2 separate regions of the Danio rerio genome follow, and region 2 is linked to region 1. A link is a contact called in public Hi-C data. All regions are on one chromosome and are shown on one strand. Each heading gives the region's core, a stretch centred on a gene start, on an enhancer-like site or on the middle of the called end of the contact. The rest is flanking DNA. Distances are from core to core; before and after follow the strand shown. Region 1 overlaps sdccag8 (SHH signaling and ciliogenesis regulator sdccag8). Region 2 has its middle 34 kb from the start of zbtb18.

Region 1 (4,831 bases), core at 699-3,198:
AAAACACATTCTTTTCGTTCTTTTATGCAAAAAATTGTTTACAGAATAAAACATACTACATTTTACTCAACTATAAATCATAAATTTAGAGACATTGAGAATTATAAAGTGTTTGTTTCTTTTTATAACAGACATTTTGTTTGCTCTGAGTGAAAGGTAGTTGTTCAGGAGAGGATTAAAGAAGAATTAACCACATTTTATATCACTGCAATGATCTACACTCCTTCTTTTAGCTAGCAACACACATTTTTTTTGTAAAAAAAACAAACAACATTAATAAATAATTAATGTGTTTACGCAACAAGGATGCATTGCATATTAGTGACAGTAAATAAATTTTATGCAAAAGAAAAAGCATCTAAACTTTAAAATGATCAAATATTTGTGGAAAAAAAAAATTAGTTTTAATATGGAATGCAACTGTTTTAACCATTGATAATTATGTGTGTATATATAGTCATACATAAGTCATCCATGCTTATATTTCAAATAAAAAAAAAAACAGTTACAATTTGTATGCTTTATATAATATCAATTTTAGGGATGTGCGATATCACTGGTTTCCAATCCGATACCAAATAAAATGAAGGTGAGTATCGGCGATACCGATCCAATGCTGATGCTGCCCAAAAAAGACTGTTTGGAAAATTAAAGTAACAAGTACTTAGCTTTCACTTCATACTGAATACGAGACATATTACAGGTTATTCTTGTTTATTGATGAAGAATTATACAAAAAAGAGCCAACTTACATATTTGTTGAAAGCATCTGAGCATGTATATCTTAAAACGCCTGCCTGAACATCTTAACAAACATTTATACTTTTTGTTTTAGTGACATGTTAATATAGTCCCATTGAAGATATTGAACTTTTTTGTTTTATCATTGTCACAAAAAACCCAAGCCCCCAAAATATAGCCACATCTGTCATTTTCTCCCTCTGTACCTGGATAGTGCCTACCTGCTGCACCTAAGGACTCTGAAAGCGATGTCTGTCTCACCCTAGCAGCACCTGTGCCTCTCCTTTCCTCCTCTTCTGACTGCCTAGTCATGGCATAGTCATATTCTGTCTATATGTAGGTGTTTGATTAGGTTTGTGGTATTACCACAGTACCTCACTGTTTTGTTACACACGTCACAAACTGCATCATTTGAGTTTATGGAGCTAAAGTAGCTCCACACATAACTTCGCTTGCGGTCACCCATATCTAGTGACAGCGTGACTGAACAACATGTGCCAGACCAGTAGACTAGCTAGCGTGATCTGCAGTTGTACAGTGCCATTTTACGCACATGACTTGGCAGGTGGAAGAACAAGTAGTTCCGACTAAGTTGGCATCATTCAGAGAAACTAGGGTAATTGTGATTACTTTCCACTGTATTTCTATTTCCAATAAACAACATATTTGCTCCAAATTACTGACATATTGATGTTTTGATAAGATAATCGATTCTAGAACATACATACAACGCTGGCATCGGAGATATCAATATTTTAGTATCGATTCACACTTCACTAATCAATATTAGATGAATGCAGACTTAAGTTAAGAGAAACTTGTAATGTGGGGTGGGCGGGGAGGGTTTAATCAATTTTGTTTAATCAATCAGCTTACTGACAAGTTTTTCTAAATAGTATGTAATGCATTTTTAGAAAAAAATAAATAGTTCGCATCACCTTCTTATTGTACACCTGGAAGTTGTAATACAGTGTGGTGTTATTGTTATATATTTTTTAATATTTGCATTAAATGTATTCTCATGATTAGCATGCAAACATTTCCTTAAAAACAATATATCCAAAAATCTCTAACTGACCTCCATCTTACTTCGCTTTTGAGATGTGTAAAGTGTGTGAAAGTGTCATCAGCGGTGGGGTTATGGGTGTCTGTGCGGCTCTGGCTTCAGTTAGCCTGAGAGCCAGCAGATGGTGTTCTTTCTCCAGGGTCAGCGGGGAAGCTCTTCTCCAGCTCTCGGTCGCGGGCAGAGGCAGCAGTGTCCAGGCCGGGCCAGCTCAGCCCAGCTCCATGCACTAAGCTGTATTAAAAACCTAATTAAGTTGCGTGCCAGTAAATGGAGGGAGGTTATTGGATTTGCAGCCTTAGCTGCTGGACGGCCTTCTAATTTAATCAGACTCCCGTTGTGTGTCCAGCTTCAGAGATAACTACAGGAGTTTTCTCTCTTTTTGTATTCTTGGGGACAGTTTATGGGAGTCAGATACAAACTAGCACAGGCCAGAACAAGGGCACAAGTCATGTGTACTGGACGGATTTGAGACTTTTTCTCTGCGTGTCTGTACAGAATGTAAATAAGGGGGAGATTTAGAGGCGTTTGACATTTGCTGATTAAGGGCCGTGTGATTGTGTAATAGGTTAATAATGCAGCATGTCTGTCTCCAGAGGTGCAAAGGTGCTGCAGATGGCATGTGTGTGTGAGGTGAAGGAATTAACTGCTGAATTACACAATGCCTAAAGAGCTTCACTCAGTCATGTCTGACGTTATATTGATACTGATTCTAATGGATGGAACAAGCTCATTTAGCCCACTGAAACTAACAAAGAGGAAGGAATAGAGCAGGAATTATTCCATGATTTCTTCTGTAATCCTTTTATTTGGTGACTTCTTGAAAAATAGTCTAATATTAGAATCATAAGCTGCAGATGATATTATGATGAGTTTGATGGCTAAAGTTTGAGCACTGGTCATTTTAATTACATTTTTAAAAAGCCTTCAGTGTCACATGATCTTTCAGAAATCATTTAAATAGTCATTTTTTATGAACAGTATAAGAAAAACTTCAGTATTAATGAGAAAACCAGTTACGGCTATATATTATTTACATAGTTTGATTAAAAAATTTCAACAGCATTGCTCAGCATAAATGTGTACACCCCTCATAGATCTCTCTTTTAAATGAATATTTTCTGTAAGATGCCTTACAATAACATATTTCTGTATACACATTACTACGATTAGTCAGTACCAAACCCACAATTGGTAGTAATGTAACACTTAGAACACCCAAATTAATATATTGGGGAAATATATTAAATACAAGTTTATTAAAGGCAAAAAAATCCAAAGAAACTTAAAAAGAAGGTTGTAATTTTCATTCATTTATTCATTTTTTTTTCGGCTTAGTTCGTTTATTAATCTGGGGTCGCCACAGCGTAATGAACCACCAACTCATCCAGCATAATTTATGCAGCAGATGCCCTTCTAGTCGCAACCCATCTCTGGGAAACATCCACACACACTCATACACTAGGGACATTTTAGCCTACCCAATTCACCTGTACCACATGTCTTTGGACTGTGGGGGAAACTCGAGCACCCGGAGGAAACCCACGCGAACACAGGTAGAACATGCAAAGAGAACATACAAACTCCACACAGAAACGCCAACTGACCCAGCAGAGGCTCGAACCAGCGACCTTCTTGCTGTGAGGCAGCAGCACTACCTACTGCGCCACTGCGTTGCCCAGGTTGTAATTTTGTAGTTTGTAATTTTTTTAATTACTCTTTGAATTTGAATATATTATCTTTCTATTCCTAAGGATGTTAGGTAACCAAACTCTTATTTTAATAGATATAATGGGTATTTCATAAACTCTGAATTATTTGTTATATTCACTAAGAAATGTTCACTAAGAAATATTCATTATTTTCAAAAGTGGTGTACTTATTTATGCTAAGCGTTAAAGATTTAAATTTTTAGTCCAGATTTTTCATTTCGTTGCACCTTTACTAGTGCTTAATTTATAAATGAATAATTTCTGGAACAAAACTAGAAAATAAAGGTTATCGTAAACAACCTCCGCCACACAATCTCAGTTTGCCCAAAACATGACATCATGGAACGATGATAGCACAAAAAGAGATTCTTTTCTGAACGGTCTTTAACTATTTTGTGCAGTATAACGTTATGCGTCAACAATAGGTAAAAAACAAACAATAGCTACAAGCATAAATCGAATGAAACATCAACTAACACCACTGACATTCAGTTCACTTCACTATTCGCCTGTGCCAGGCGAATATGACTCACTCAGTCCAATCTTCAAGAAGAGCCCACAGTTTCTTCTTCCGTCATGTTGTCTGGCTGATTTGAGATCATTTTGCTTTTGTTTCCCGCTTTCCTGATCCATTCGTGCAATGTTATCTCAAGATCTCTTTTGATCAGGCTTAATATCAAATTAACTTGAGGGTAACAATAAAGCTTGACTGCCTCTGGCATTTATGGCAAATATTATTTATATAGGCCACTATGCCATTATTTATTTTCGCTGGTCACTGTGTGCGAAACAATAATCACCAACCAACGAGAGTGATTGTAAACATAAGAAAGCCGATTGATCGAAAGTGACTACCTTTAAGTATGTGCGCACTCACACTATCCACTCAGCTTTGCTCGCTGTTTTTGAATCGGACTCATTCAAATTCTCTCTCTCTCACAGATAAAAACACACATACATGCAGGTATTCACCGTGCAAAAGTTAATGCAGGATCAATTAAAATACATCGAAGTGCAAAACAGGAATATCTAACATTTTCCAGAACAGGTTCTGGCAAGATCCAACTCAAATTAAGCACTGATTTTTGTGCTCAAATTATTGACACATTTGGTCTCTGGGCGGGGCCTTTGATGTGATGTAGAGCTATTCGCTTGTTAAGTCATGACTTACTGGATCCAATCGGCTGCTCATTTGAATAAAAAATAATCTTTTATGATTTTTTAGTCATGTCACGCATTAAAGTGAATTTCTTTAAAATATAAATTATAGTGTACACTACAGTCTCTGGCATTAGACACTAATAATTAACTATTT
Region 2 (4,831 bases), core at 1,383-3,882, 300 kb after region 1:
TCTGCTTTGCCCAGGATCACTGACAAAATGAACAATACCAACAATCACTCCCTTCAGCTGCAGCCATATGGGCGCCATACTTAGATTGCAGGGGAAGAGGGAAAAAAGACAAGCAATTGTACTGGCATCTGTTTGGCAGTCTTTAGAAGCTGTTGCAAGATGAATCTCCAGCGCGAGGAAAACTTTTCCTTTTTGGATGAGTGGAAGTGTTGCGGGTTGCGCTTCTGTCTGTACCTGGGCTTTAATGTGCACGTGTCCTAATGGGACAGGCAAACGCAGGCCCAGATGGTGAGACGAAGTGTTTCTACCGACTGAGGATGCGCGCTTAGCTAGATTAGCTTTCTATTTCTTCACAGCTTTGACATTTCTCACTTAAATTATTATTAAATTCAGTTCAACAATGTAGTTTGTGTTACTATGTTTTCATTAAATGACATCAAATAAATCGGACTGCATTTCTTTTGCAATGATTTACATTTGTAGATACTATCAAAAATATATTTTTCCATATTTATATTCTCCACACACTCAGCGGCCACAAAAAGTGTTTGGAGTCACACTTGACATCGCAGTAGTTTGCTTTAAAATATCAAGCAGAAATATATCAAAACTCAGCAAACAAGCAAAACATTTAATTTAAGAAAAAAATACTTTAAATTAAGTAAAAAGTTATTAATATATAAGATATGCATAAACTACTTATTAAAATTAATTCTAAATGCACAATAATAAAATAGATATGTACAGTATGAATAGTTTCAGCCGATTATAAAACTATTCTAAAATTATTTTAATAATTATAAATAAATAATAATTTATTATATATTTCCTAGTGATGTCTTGCAGATGGAAGGGCATCCACTACGTAAAACATTTGCTGGAATAGTTAGTGGTTCATTCCGCTGTGGTGACCCCGGATTAATAAAGGGACTAAGTCGAAAATGAATGAATGAATTTGTTCTATAAATTTACATAAATAAACTCATAAGTGCAAATAAATGTACAAACACATAAACAATTCAAACCCAAACCCATACGCTATACATATAGATTCATACAACATTTCTGTCTGGTTGTCAAATCTGATTGGCTGATAGCAGTGCGATATTCTGCAATAACAGCACTGGTACAGCCTCTTCACCCTTCTGCATTACTTTGCCCACATAGAGTGATCACATATTGTGGCTGTCGGACAACATGATGTACTTTTGAGGGGGTTTTTTTAGGTGAGAATGTAGTTGTTTAGATTGCAACTATGCAGTTTATTCATAAGGATAGTGCCTATTTAAAATATTTATAATTTCAGAGATACTCAACATGGTGACAGAGACCGCAAAATAAGCCAAAATAAGCAAAATAAGATGCAATACATATATGAAGAGTTCAGATGCAAAAACCTCTAAATGCCATCTGAAATGTTCTTCTAAAATGAGCATTTTTAACAGGCTCCTATGTGTAGGTTCAGTAATTTTACTTTTATGGCAAAAAATAAGGAGGCTGAGAAAAATTTTCATTTTCGACTGAAATTTCAGATGGCACTTAACCATATATATATATACATATATATCTGTTGTAAATATCCAAATTCTTAAAAACAAGCAAAACATTTTAAATAGATAATACTTAAACGCAAAGTAATATAATAATACTTTCCTTATAAAAATCATTAAGTATTATAAACAAAAAATTATATCCTACATATCCTAATATACAGATATCAATATATAAAACTATAAACTTGTGCTAAATCAATTGATAAATTTTTTATAAGCAACAAGATGCAAATAATTTTCTTTGAAAAATATATAAAAGTATATACAATAAATATTCAATTAATAAAAAACGATACATAAATACATTTATAATTTAAAATCTTTATTTTGATAAATCCATTGTTCATTCAATTATTTTCTTTTCAGCTTAGTCCCTTTACTAATCAGGGGTCGCCACAGCGGAATGAACCGCCAACTCGTCCAGCATATGTTTACCCAGCGTATGCCCTTCCAGCTGAAACCCAACACTGGGAAATAAGTACATTTTTCAAAAAGAAAATACAAGACTTTTACACATTGTAGTGACTTTTTTTTTTTTTTGCGTGTGACATGTGATGACCCACACCTGTGTGAACTGACTTCATACAACCACTAAATCCCTTATTAAACCAGCAGGTAAAGGTTAAAAGAAGCTCAATTATCATTTGTTTGCAGACTAATAACATTTTGAAGGGCCACTCCTGATTCCAAAAGTGTCTCCAAACACACACAGTTTCAGGGGCCAATGAATATCAATCGCCAAACATCTGAATGTCACCTAAAGACTTCACACTCGTCCAGACTTCCAGCTGATCCGGCAGGTTTATGTGTTTGTACAGGCTATACCTCTTTCTTTCTCTCTCTTCCTCTCTCTCTCTTTCTCTCTCTCTCTCTCTCTCTGTGTCGGCCAGTCCGTGTTGTTCTCGCCCTACTACTGCACTACAAGCCTTGCCCAAACAGGGCAATCCCTCCTGGGCAAATATTTAAAGTCAAAACAGCTCTGGCTCCATAAAGCTAGTTGGGTGGTGTGTCTACATCTGTCGGTTGGGGGAGGAGTGTGTGTGTGTGCGTGAGTGTGTGGATGAGCGCAGCAGCTGCCGAAACGAGTCTGGACGCTGCTGACGCCAACACCTGTCCGCTCTGGAGACAAGCTGAAGCAAATGTCCAGCACAGACGCCACTGAGAGCAGAGCATCCGCTGAAACTGCTGCCTTCTCCAGCATGAGCACCAGCACTTCAGCAATACACACTATTTAAAGGGATAGTTCACTCAAAACTCATCATTTACTCACCCTTTACTTGTTCCAAACCGGTTTGACTCTCTTTCTTCTGTTGAACACAAAAGAAGATAAGAAAAGAAGAAAGTTGGAAACCGGTAACCATTGACTTCCAGAGTATTTGTTTTGCCTACTATTGAAGTCGATGGTTACCAGTTTTCAACTTTCTTCAAAATATTTTCTTTTGTGTTCAAAAGAATGAAGAAACTCAAACTGGTATGGAACTAAATAATGGTAGAATTCATATTTTTGGTGTGAACTATCTCTTTAAGATGTATGATTTCCAAAAATATGGAGCGGCTCAGTGGTTTTCAACATGAATCAGCATATTATAAAATATTAAGCAGCACTACTTTTTTTAAAAAAGTTGATAAACATAAATTGATAAAAGATCAATGAATTTACATATTAGGAACATTGTAAGCAGCACAACTGCTTTCAACTTTTATAAAAAAAGGCATGATATTAGCATATTATAAAACTATTGAACTTTTTTCACTCAAAATTGCTAACCAAGCACCGAATCCATGTATTAGAAAAATATAGAGCTTATAGAGAAGTCTTTTTAACTTTTGTAAAAGTAATAAACGACACAGTATGTTACAAGCGGCGGTTCAGTGGCTTGCACTGTCTCCTCAAAGCAAGAAGGTCGTTGGTTCAATAATTGTGTTGATTCAGCTCATTATAATTAAGTAGTTAGAACAAACAGCTAAATATTCTTGTTTACCTCTTATTAGTCGTAGTTAATGTTAACATAATATTATTAGAAAAAAGAATATTAAATTTTATGTTAACGCTTTTTAATAATACACACTATGAATCAATTATTAGGCATTAGTACATAGTTAATTCATTATTTGTTAAGTATTAACTAATAGATGTTAGTAAGCAGTTTACAAATACAGATTACAAATGCTGCATCCTTGACTTATAAGCACATTTATAATGCGTTTAATAATTGTGTTTTCATACTTTATTACTTATTAATTGTTTATTACTAAATTTAGTATTACATTATTTACAAACCATTTTTATTTAAGAGTAGTTTGGGAAGAGGGGGGTTAAGATTATTCAGAATGTGAATGTTATTCAGAATGGTTACTGTCAATAAATGCTTTATTAACTCAACTTCATGCAGTTGTGTGACCTGATTTAAAGTGAAGAGTATTTTTGCTTTATAAATCCTTTATAAACAAGGTTCATACACATTTTTACTACTAAAATTCCATGACTTTTCCATGATTTTTCCAAGACTTTCAAGTAAATGCAATGTCTACATATGCGAGGTAAAAGAAAAACAATGCATGTTCAAATTTATTAAAGCATATCGTCTCCTCCTGTCTCCTCAAAGCAAGAAGGTTGTTGGTTCGAGTCCCGACTAGGTCAGTTGGCATTATATCCTCCTGGGAACCCGCTCACTGACTTGTGCCCTCTGTAGTGAACATTGTGTTTTCATGAATTTTCTTTGATTGTTTTGAGATACTCTGTCAAGCCCTGTTGTACTTTTCCGAGGACATCCTGGGCTGTCTAGTGATATGTCAATTGATTGGCTGGCGTGCTAGGATCCCCTTCTTGCTAGGAGAGAGGCATGTAAAATTGAGCTTTTTAAATGTTTTTTACTATTATTATTACATATATATTTGTTTATTAAAGTGTCAGGAACATTACATTTAGCTTTCAAAGCTGTTAACTAGTTTGTGTTTTAAAATATTCTCCTTTTTTAATGTCCACTATAGTGGACACCAGGACCATCCTAATATATTTAATGACTGCATGTTGTAGAGGGAAGAACTGAAGCAGAGTGGATTCTTTAGGAGATAGTTGAGGGAGACTCTGATTTAGAGTCTGACAATCAGACAATTGGAGAATTAGAGACAATTGGAGAATGACCATCTGTTTTAAATCACTTTTATGTTAAATTTGTTTGGATTAAAATCACTTCCTTTGTTTTTTTTATTTATTTTTTTTTAGTTTGGCTCTTTTTCAGACTAAACTGTTTTAGGAATTTCAATACAAAAGTTAA

Evidence for each region. Hi-C and Micro-C count contacts between places; a contact is called where the count stands out from the background.
Region 2: a contact with region 1 is called in a Hi-C map of an unstated tissue, with 1.8 times the contacts expected there. The contact joins two enhancer-like sites. A contact is called at or near these places in 2 of 18 Hi-C or Micro-C datasets (caudal fin and an unstated tissue).

What each region holds. Positions count from the first base shown.
Region 1 is chr13:11,585,768-11,590,598 of GRCz12tu, forward strand. The region is part of intron 16 of sdccag8 (SHH signaling and ciliogenesis regulator sdccag8); the gene reads left to right. Among named protein-coding and RNA genes, the nearest start is that of sdccag8, 82 kb to the left of the region's middle. Within about 2 kb of position 1,949, at least 5 of the 62 cell types and tissues checked have an H3K27ac peak or open chromatin away from gene starts, as enhancers often do.
Region 2 is chr13:11,888,024-11,892,854 of GRCz12tu, forward strand. No RefSeq gene overlaps it. Among named protein-coding and RNA genes, the nearest start is that of zbtb18, 34 kb to the left of the region's middle. Within about 2 kb of position 2,633, at least 22 of the 62 cell types and tissues checked have an H3K27ac peak or open chromatin away from gene starts, as enhancers often do.